Regions from separate parts of the Hordeum vulgare genome. Here all the other regions are linked to region 3. The links are chromatin contacts, called in public Hi-C maps. All regions are on one chromosome and are shown on one strand. The core of a region is the stretch at or near the end of the contact, and the rest is flanking DNA. Distances in the headings are between cores, read along the strand shown. Region 1 holds the start of LOC123396004 (peroxisomal membrane protein PMP22). Region 2 holds the start of LOC123395592 (calcineurin B-like protein 2). Region 3 holds the start of LOC123395690 (protein DA1-related 1-like).

Region 1 (3,415 bases), core at 558-3,057, 580 kb after region 3:
CGAGTCCTACTTCAGGCGACGGTTTAAGATGAGCATCGAGTTGTTCAGGCGCATTGCAGAGAAACTGACGAGACATGATCAGTTTTTCAGCCAAGGAGGAATGCCGCCGGAAAACTCGGGCATAACACCTTTCAAAAGATGACAACCGCTTTGCGTATGTTGGCATACGGTATTCCGGCTGATCTAGTTGATGACCACTTGGCCATGGGTGAGAGGCAGGCCATCACGTGTGTCAAGCGCATCGTAGTCGGAATTGTGCAAGTGTTTGGCCCGGAGTATTTCAGATCTCCCAATGTTGAAGACATCGCAAGGCTATTGTACATGAACAAAGCTCCCGGTTCCCAGGTATGCTTGGCTCAATAGATTGCATGCATTGGAGTTGGAAGAACTGTCCAAAGGCATTGGCATGGGCAATTCCATGACTAGAAAAAGGGTTCCACCATAATTCTTCAAGCGGTGGCCGATCAAGAGACTTGGATTTGGCATGCTTTTTTGGAAATGCGTGGATCTTTGAATGACATCAACGTTGTTAATCGGTCACCACTCATGAATAATATTGCAAATGGTGAACTGCCACTGATGGAGTTTGTAGCAAATGCACATACATACAACTATGGCTACTATCTTGCGGATGGCATCTACCCGAAGTGGCAAACATTTGTGAAACCGTTGAAAAAACCGAAAAGTAAGAAAAATATAGATTTCTATAATGCAGAGGGGGCGGCTCGGAAATATGTGGAGAGAGATTTTGGGATTTTACAAGCCCAATTTGCTATTCTCAGAAGACCGGCTAGATTTGGGGATCAAAAGATCATTTGGTACATCATGCACGCTTGTGTGATCATGCATAACATGATCATCGAGAATGAGCGTGGCCAAGATTTAGACTACTCTCAGTATGAGCTCTTGAGACATTGCGTGCGAGTGTATCGGAGTGCTGCGAGGGTGGTCCGATTTGTTGCCTCTTATCATGCCATTCGACGTGACCAAACGCATAATGATCTTCAGAAGGATCTAAGGCTGGTCATAGTGGAGAGTATCATATAGTAGTATCATGCATATGATATTACTCCAACCCTCCCTCTCATCTTTAATTGTGTGTCACATCAGCATGTTTGCTAGTCTCAAGAACATGATACTACCTAAGTTACTCCCACTATGGCCAGCCTAATCGAGGAGTGGTGGAAATGGAATGACCGATAAAACGAATGATGATTTGTATGTTTGATGTTGTACGCTTGATGTTGTAATGTCGAACTATTATTGTATTGGAAGATAAACTATTTGACAATAATTGAATTATTTATTATTTTTTATGTGTTTGATCTTATTATTGTTTTTGTTTAAAGTGGTATATGTTGTTTGTGCTGGGCGTGAATCATTTTTTTTTTGCAGCGTCTGCTGGAGCTGTTCGCGCGTACAATTTTTTACGACGTTCGCTGAAGCTAGCGCTCTCCGCGCTCTAAAAGTCATTATTTTAATGCTGCAAAATGTTTTTAACGCAGGCGACGGTTGAACGGCTATTGGATAGATGTTCTAATGCATTATTTATACTTTTTATTACTAAGGAAGCAGCATCCAAGTTCATCATCACCTCTAGGGTTTTCCCTAGACCGGAAAAAGGACGTTCATAGTCCTATATAAAACGTGGTCACCAAGTTTGACTAACTAGAGGTTAAATTAGAAGAATATGCTAAACCGATGCCCGATTGGCTGCAGGCCGTCGATTATTCAACCGCCGGCTTCGTGCCCGTTTCCTTTCGATTTCTTCGCTCGTAGCGAGCGAGCCACCGTACCAATTTCCGAGCACTTAACTCGCACGACCTACTCGCCCACCAACCAACCACCCTGCTGCGACCTGACTGACCAGGCCGAGTTGATCGATAATAAATCAGCACGCTGCACGCTGCACGCGCGGGGTGCCCGCTTGAGAAGCAGAGGAGGAAGAAAGATCGGGAGGAGCAACTGATTCGTTCGCGGAAAAAGCACCGCGAAAAAGATCAGATCCGCCTCTCCGCGCGGCATGTCTGAGGTGGCGGCCATGGCGGGGCAGGCGTACATGAGGCAGCTCGCCAAGCACCCTCTCCGCACCAAGGCCATCACCTCCGGGGTGCTGGCCGGCTGCAGCGACGCCGTCGCCCAGAAGATCTCCGGCGTCAAGAAGCTCCAGCTCAGGAGGCTCCTCCTCATAATGGTACCTAGCTTGCCACTGCCTTCTCAATTCCCTTGCTTGTTTTGTAATTTGCCGATCCATACGTCACATCTCTTGATCCATCCCCACCGGCCACCTACCCCGCCAAGTAAGAATACTACTGGTGTTAGTACTGCCGCCGTCTATTTGATGAATCAAGGTTAACCAACGCAGTAACCTTGTCTTATTAATTTCCACAAATCTAATTAGGTAGTAATAGTACCTAGTAACAACTAGTATTATGTTTAAGTTCAGAAAACGGCAATCCACAATAATTATACTATATTGTGAGTTTTCAGATAATTTTGTAAATTTCCGTAGATGTACAATATACATTAGAATTATGATATTTTTTTAACTGTACAAAAAGACAAATTTGTGTATACTGATCCTACTTTCATGTTTTTCTTTGTACATTATACAAAAGATCATATTTTTGCACAAAATCTGCAGTTTTATGAGTTTATCTACTGATTTTCTAGAGTGGAAGATAATATTATCATTCTTATTATATGAATGCGAGTGACGTGTTTTGAATCGGGCAGAAACTAATGGTTAGATGAAGGGCTTGACCTTATGCTTAGTGTCTGTCTTTTTAGTTCAGTACTGCATGCACCAAAGAGCTTAAGCAATCCATTCATTCTACTCTTCTTTTGATATCATATACGCTGTCGTAACTAGTATCTAACTTGTATTATGACCATGTGATTGGCAAACAAACAGTTCTATGGATTTGCATACGCAGGACCATTCGGTCATTTTTTCCACAAGCTTATGGACAAGATTTTCAAGGGACAGAAGAAAGGAAAAGAGACTACAGCCAAGAAGGCATGCATGCAACTATCTTGGATCTTGGCATTTACTCATGGACCATGCATCATTTTCTTGCAGCTCAATTAATTAGCTGCTATTCTTGCACTATATATGCAGGTCATAGTGGAGCAGCTAACTGTATCACCATGGAACAATATGATGTTCATGATGTACTATGGTCTGATAGTTGAAGGTATTCTAAGTTGAATGCATATTTTATTTTCCAAATCAAACTCCTGTATATGTACAGATATCAAGATATTCACAACAAAAGAAAGTACAGATATTAAGAGAAATCTTGCTGGCAGCTCTTTTCATGTATATGTACAGATATCATTTCATTTCTACAAAACGACTAAAACTTAATCTGTCCCTTATTTTCCAAAACAAAAATAAAAATGCTAGTGCGGA
Region 2 (3,107 bases), core at 524-3,023, 710 kb before region 3:
ATGACTCGTAAAACCATGCCATGGGCTGAATCAGACACTCCAAATCCATATTGGAATCCGTATGTTATTAGCTCTAACCAAAAATCTTGCCGAATCGAAGCCGGACTCCGCCAAACGCATAAATGGCCGCAAAGGGCACTGCATGGGCCACAGAAGGTGAATACTTGAAATATTCACTGTCTGATCAAATTGTCTTGACCGCTGGTTGAAGGTAGCTAACAGGTAGACATAGACCTCACATGATTAACCAATGATGGACATTGTTTAGAAAATTGTCGAGCGGAAATACAAGACAGAAAGGGTAAATCCTATTTCAGACTACTGAGAATCATATAGTAATAGTTGTATGACTCTAAAAACCATGCCATGGGCTGAATCAGACACTCCGAACCCATATCGGAATCCGTATGTTATTAGCTCTATCCAAAAATCTTGCCTAATCGAAGTCGGACTCCGCCAAACACATAAATGGCCGAGTAATACTGTGATGCATGAATATCTGATGCGAGGATCAGCGGAATTCTGCTGACTCATACGATTTCGACAAAATAATTACGAGCCAACTATCGCATGTGTAGCATCGGTAAGTATTGAACAGAGTTCAATTGCCGATGCAACATTAACTGTCGAGAACCCCTGAATCTCATCGATTTTGACCAGGTCCCTACAAATAGTAAGTGCATGGTAGTAATGCTGATACCAAATATGCAACGGCAACATCATGACAAGCAGCAGTACACAGCAATCAAGTGTGTCGAACTAACGCGGACTTACACGATCAGCGAAGAGGCTCTCCTTCTTGCTCGTCTTGAAGAGCGCCAACTGGAACTCCTCCTGCACAGCGCGAACAAATCAGAACCGCAGCACAGGCCAGACGATTCACAATACCCAAACACAATCCTCAGAACATAACCTACAGTAGCGATATGCAACCTACAGTGCTTACACACAGAACTGAGCTGCGAAACAAGCGCTCGTCAGCGACCGCCTACCTTGTTAATCAGCCCGTCATCGATGACGGCGCTGCTGATCTTCTTGAAGAGCTCGTACAGCGCCTCGACCTCGCTCACGCTGACTGCGCCACGCAGCACAGTTCAGTTCAGCTCAGTTCCCCCGCTATGAATGAATGAATGAAGCGAGCAGAAGGTCGAGGGACGTACAGACGGTCTCCCGCGCGAGGACCTGGGGGTCCTCGAGCCCCCGGGGCTGCTTGAGCTCGAGGTCGCAGCACTTGAAGAGGACCGCGAGGAGGTGCTTGACGCCGTCGAGACACTGCACCATGGTATGCGCCCCGCTGCCTCCGCCAACAACGCCGCCGCGCGACCCCCGCTAGTCATCGCGGCCGCCCATTCCGCGGCCGGCCGGTCCTCGATCCTGCAGCAGGAGGGTCGGCCGCCACCGTGTCAGTCAGCGTCAGCGCCAGCGCCGGGCCCGCGTCGCGAGGCGGTGGATCCGATCGCCCGGGCTCTGGACTCTGGACTCTGGAGCAAGCAAGGGGGGAGGGGCGCGGCGGACGGGCGTACCTCGGCGGGGTCTCCCTCCGGTAGGGGAGGGGAAGGAGCGGCGCGGCGCCCGCGATCCGGACTCTCGCTCGCCGCCAGTGGCAGCGGGCTGGCTAGGGCACCGGGGGACTCGAGCAGGAGGAGGAGGGAGGAGCTGTGGCGGCAGCGGAGCAGCGGGCGGAAGGAAGCAATCAATCGAGTAGCGTGCGCGAACGGGACGCGTCTCGTCTCCGCCCCGTCGTTTTGTTTCCCTCTGCCTCTGCCTCTGCCTCTGCCTGGGGTGGTGGGAGGTTCGTTTCGGGCTCATGATTGGGCCGCGGGCTTGCAGGGGGCGGGGCCCACCGCGACGAGCCACCGCAGCAAAGGAGCCGAGCCGGGAGGAGGAGGAGGGACGGAGGCCGCCCAGCTCTTCACCGGGATACTTTTACGCTTGTCTCCGTGCCACTCGCGTTTATTCCTTTTTTTTATTTAGCTTCGGTCGCAGTCTACCGTTCCCGTTTGCTTGCCTTCTGCTATATGAGGTGACAGCTGATTTGGTTGATAAGGCAGGTGGAAACTTTTGAGACGAGATGGTAGACAGAATATATCACTTATTTTACATACTGCCTGGTTTTTCTATAGATGATACATAGGCGTTTGTTTCAGAAGTCCCGAGACTTTTTTTTAGTTCCAATTAAAAGTCTCTAATCCTTACCCGTTTGTTTTCAGGGACTAAATAGGGACTAGAGGTCATTAAATGACATGCAAAAAAACCATGTTACCCTTAGTAATGTAGTAGTAGTTATTAAATGACATGCTAAAAGTAGGGGCATTGTTGGAAAAAAGTGTCAAAAAGTCATAAAAAGACCCTTCCATAGGAACTTCTCCAAATAGTCTCAAATACCCTCTTTTAGTCCCTAAAAGTCCCTCCCGTTTGTTTCACATGGGACTTTTTGAGACTTTTTTTAATCCCTACATCAAAAAGTCCCTGAAAACAAACACCCCCATAGACTTTTGAGGAGTGTCACCTTGTTGGCTAGGATAGCACAGAGCTATCTGTCTAGCCCAGCCGGGTTCGAACCACGGAGTGCCCTGTGGTGCTTAGAGTGCCTTTTATATAAAAAATACTTCATCTGTTTTTATATTATTTTTTTTAAGATCTTATCAAGATTAGAGAAAAAATAAATCTATATTTTAAAATATATCTATATACATATACATGTAATTCATTAGTGAAATCTTTAAAAAGTCTTATATTTAGGAATGAAGGAAGCATGTCTCTAAGTCTAGTTCTGGATAGTCTCGTTCTTTTATACATAGATTTTTCTTTCTTATTTTTATTTTTCTTATATGTCGCGTGTATTCCATGTTATATTATACTCCCTCCGTTCATAAATATATACTCAAAATATGTTTATATACATATGTATGTAGTCTATAGTAAAATCTTTAGAAACACTTGTATTTGGGAAGGGGGAGTATATGGGTGTGACTAGCTCTCATCCAGATGAGAGTTAACAAAGTCATATCTAACTTCTACATCATTTGACGCAAAGATTCGTGGGGTTCTTCATTTTATTTTCCTGTTTGATTGATGAGATAATCTACAAATTAGATGCAATTTTG
Region 3 (3,311 bases), core at 771-3,270:
AAAGGAGAGGGGGGCAACCAACCACCGGAGAGACGGGCGAGCCAGCGGTGTCTTGCGCTCGACGGCGCGGCGCCCGCGGGGAGAGGGGGATAAAGAGAGGAGAGGGCGCGAGAGGGACGCGAGAGCGGGCGAGACAAGTAGGCGGCCGGGGCGGGGGAAGAGGACAAGCGGGGTGGGAGCAAAAGGGAACAAATGCGTGACATGGACGGGAAACGGAGGGGAGGTGGTGGTGGTGGAGGAGGAGGAGGAGGTTGCCCGGTCAAAAAGCGGGGGGAGGGGAGGGGAGGTGACGTCCGCCTCGCGCCACCCCCCAGCGCAGCGCCGCGCAGCTGGCACAGCGACGCCTCGCTCGTGCGCGCGGCGGGTGGCACGGAACGGGATGGGAAGGGAGGCGCCCGACCACATGGGCGGTGGCGCGGCGGCGCATTTCGTCGAACGCGCCGCGGCCGTCATGCGGGGAGGGGATCCGCCCGGAGGAGGGACGGGGAGGTGAGAGGAGGAGTGGAGAGTGACTGTCTGCTGGTTGACTTGTTTTTCTACACTTCCAACGCGGTTACGCTTTATCATTTCTCAGAAATCAAGAAAGCAAAGCCAGCTACTCCTTTATTATTATTTCAAAATAACTGAAGTTTTAGGATTGTGCCCATTTAATCTTTCTTTAATTTTGGCCAAATCTGAAAAGAAAATCTATGAACATCATCAATCCTAGTGTATATAATATGAAAACATATACTCCCTCCATTCCTAAATATAAGTCTTTGTAGAGGTTTCATTACATACTACATACGGATATATATATAGACATACTTTAAAATGTAGATTCATTCATTTTGCTCCGTGCGTAGTTTTTAGTGAAATCTCTATAAAGATTTATATTTAGGAACGGACGAAGTATTTCATAACGAATTGCTTGAGGAAAATTTGGCGTTGTAGATGTTAACTTGTATTTTACATAAACTCGGTCAAACGTAATGAAGTTTGACTTCAAAAAAACTTTGATTATTTTAGAACAGAGAGAGTAATAAATAACATGACTGATTGTTTAATTTGAAAATGTCTCAAAATATTAATGCATGCTTCATTTAAAAAAGGAAATTTTCCATATGTTTAATTTGTAAATGTCTCAAAATATAATGCATGCTTCATTTAAAAAAGGAATTTGTCCATATGTTTAATTTGTAAATGTCTCTAATGTAATCTCCTGTTCTCCCTAATATGTGATTTTTGAAGATCCAGCACTCCTAGGCCACCACGATCTTTTGACAATCAAACGACAAGCCAATTAATTAGATAATATTTCCTTTTGTTTTCCGTTTCCTTCCAAATGTTTTCCAATACACCTTTTGGTGCTTCCACGAAGGAAACATGTACAATTGTACATTATTTAGGCATGAGTTGGTTAGGGTCATTCCATCACATGTAGATCCAATATTTCCTTTCCACCATTCCATTTATTATCAATCTTCTCTTTCACATGGCCCCATTGAGTATTTTTCACATTAATGGGCATTCCTAAGGACTACATGTGTATTTATTTTATAATAGAATAACTTGGTGAGTCCATGTTTCAACATTAGTGGTGAAAGGGACAACATGATTATATAGAGGAGATATTCCTGTGTTTAGAAGGTGGTCTCGAAATCAAATGGATTTATGCTTTTCACCTGATCAATTCGATCATAATATAAGAGTGGAAGGCCAAACTCTACCAGAGTTCTTCATGCCCAAACAGAAGCAAAGCTTCTAAAACGAATAGAAGACTTCTAAAACGAATAGAGGCCAATTCAACTTCACTCAACAACAAGAAAATCAAGAACAACATAGATCAAAGTTTGGGCACGAGATTAAAGAAGAATATCAACAGAATATAATAACTACGCTCTATCGTATAGAACAACATAGAAGCACAACATTATAAACAATCCACCAAACCTTTGGAGTCGGCGTGGGGGAACCCTCAGAAGAAATAGAGTCAGATCTGCCGACGATTGGATCGCTAAGAAGAATTAGGGCAAAAGGTCAACTACTGGAGAGACGGGGGGACCACTGGTGTCTTGAGATAGACGACGCCCACGGGAAGGATAAAGAAAGGAGAGACCGCAAGAGAGATGTGAGAGTGGGAAAAAAGTAGGTAGCCAGGGTGGGGGAAGACGACAGGAAAGGTGGTAGCAAGAAGGAAACAAATGTGTGACATCGTGGGAAGGAAGAAAAAGGGAGGAAGTTGTTGGGTCAGAAGGGGGAGGGAAGGTGAAATCCGCCTTGCGCCGTCCATGCCCTAGTGCGGCGCGGTGAGTTGGCACAATGATGACACTCTAGCATGCTCGTGCATTCGGCAGGTGGCACGTGAGGAGGGAGGGGCGCACAATGGCGACACATTTTGCCGAAATCATCGCAGACGTCATCCAAAAGGAATCACCCGAACAAGGGACATAGAGGCGAGAGGAAGAGTCACGATATCTGCGGGTCTTTTTTCATTCCAATACTGATACACAAGTACTTATTACTAGACTCCGCATCTCAAAATATAGGACATGTTTAATTTAATTTTGTATTCTCTAATATAGGGGTTTCAACTATAATTTAACTTACACTATATGGAAAGAATAGGGCAATGATATGATATAGAAAATATTAATGTAAACAAACTTAGGATAGTGTCACCACAAAAAGGGGTTAATTTGGTATATGCCAATGTCATAACAACACTACCAAAGTATCCAAGTGTTAGCAATGGTATTCTTTTCCAAGTTTTCCTTCTTTTTCCTTGACAAAAATTATGAATACATAAAGTTGACAATGACATTGTATATTGAATCAACCCTTATCGCTACTAAACCGATAATTCCTTTTCTTTTCCTTTTTAGCGAAAAGCATCAGATCTGTCATAAAAGTTCACATGGACCGATAATTTCTTAATTCTTCGTTGAGCAGCTCAATAGTAAGATTAGCCTAGTTTTTTGGCTTCTGAATTTATGCATGGTAATTTTAATTTTGTCCATATTTGACTACAAAATTCGTTTCTCATTTAGATTATACTAGTTCCGGTGTTGTCTAGATTCGTCTAGTTCACGCTTTTGAATTTATGTAGTTACGTTATGGTATTGCTAAGTCTAAAGTAATACACAAACATAGATGCAACATTTTACATTTAGGAATGTGCAACTCACAATGTTGCACATTTATATGCATAAAGTTGCATGATATATTCTAGGTTTTATATGCCTGAAATAGAAATTCAGATAGGAGTACTCCACTGGTTAAACACAAAGATGTGCTTATACTTAGCTTTAAAATTCTCTTATTTTTAATCT

Evidence for each region. Hi-C and Micro-C count contacts between places; a contact is called where the count stands out from the background.
Region 1: a Hi-C map of seedling shows a contact between it and region 3, with 2.8 times the contacts expected there. The contact joins the promoter of LOC123396004 here to the promoter of LOC123395690 in region 3. A contact is called at or near these places in 3 of 6 Hi-C or Micro-C datasets (leaf and seedling) and 1 of 1 datasets of contacts at active chromatin or transcription factors (embryo).
Region 2: a Hi-C map of seedling shows a contact between it and region 3, with 4 times the contacts expected there. The contact joins the promoter of LOC123395592 here to the promoter of LOC123395690 in region 3. A contact is called at or near these places in 3 of 6 Hi-C or Micro-C datasets (leaf and seedling) and 1 of 1 datasets of contacts at active chromatin or transcription factors (embryo).

The regions. Positions count from the first base shown.
Region 1 is chr5H:55,661,052-55,664,466 of MorexV3_pseudomolecules_assembly, forward strand. It overlaps LOC123396004 (peroxisomal membrane protein PMP22), which reads left to right and starts at 1,808. Exons shown (of 6, transcript XM_045091030.1): 1 at 1,808-2,194; 2 at 2,915-3,019; 3 at 3,122-3,197. The coding sequence starts at 2,024.
Region 2 is chr5H:54,371,461-54,374,567 of MorexV3_pseudomolecules_assembly, forward strand. LOC123395592 (calcineurin B-like protein 2) reads right to left here and starts at 1,774. Exons shown (of 9, transcript XM_045090612.1): 1 at 1,524-1,774; 2 at 1,161-1,374; 3 at 993-1,075; 4 at 775-834. The coding sequence starts at 1,281.
Region 3 is chr5H:55,085,280-55,088,590 of MorexV3_pseudomolecules_assembly, forward strand. LOC123395690 (protein DA1-related 1-like) reads right to left here and starts at 2,021. Exons shown (of 13, transcript XM_045090725.1): 1 at 1,933-2,021.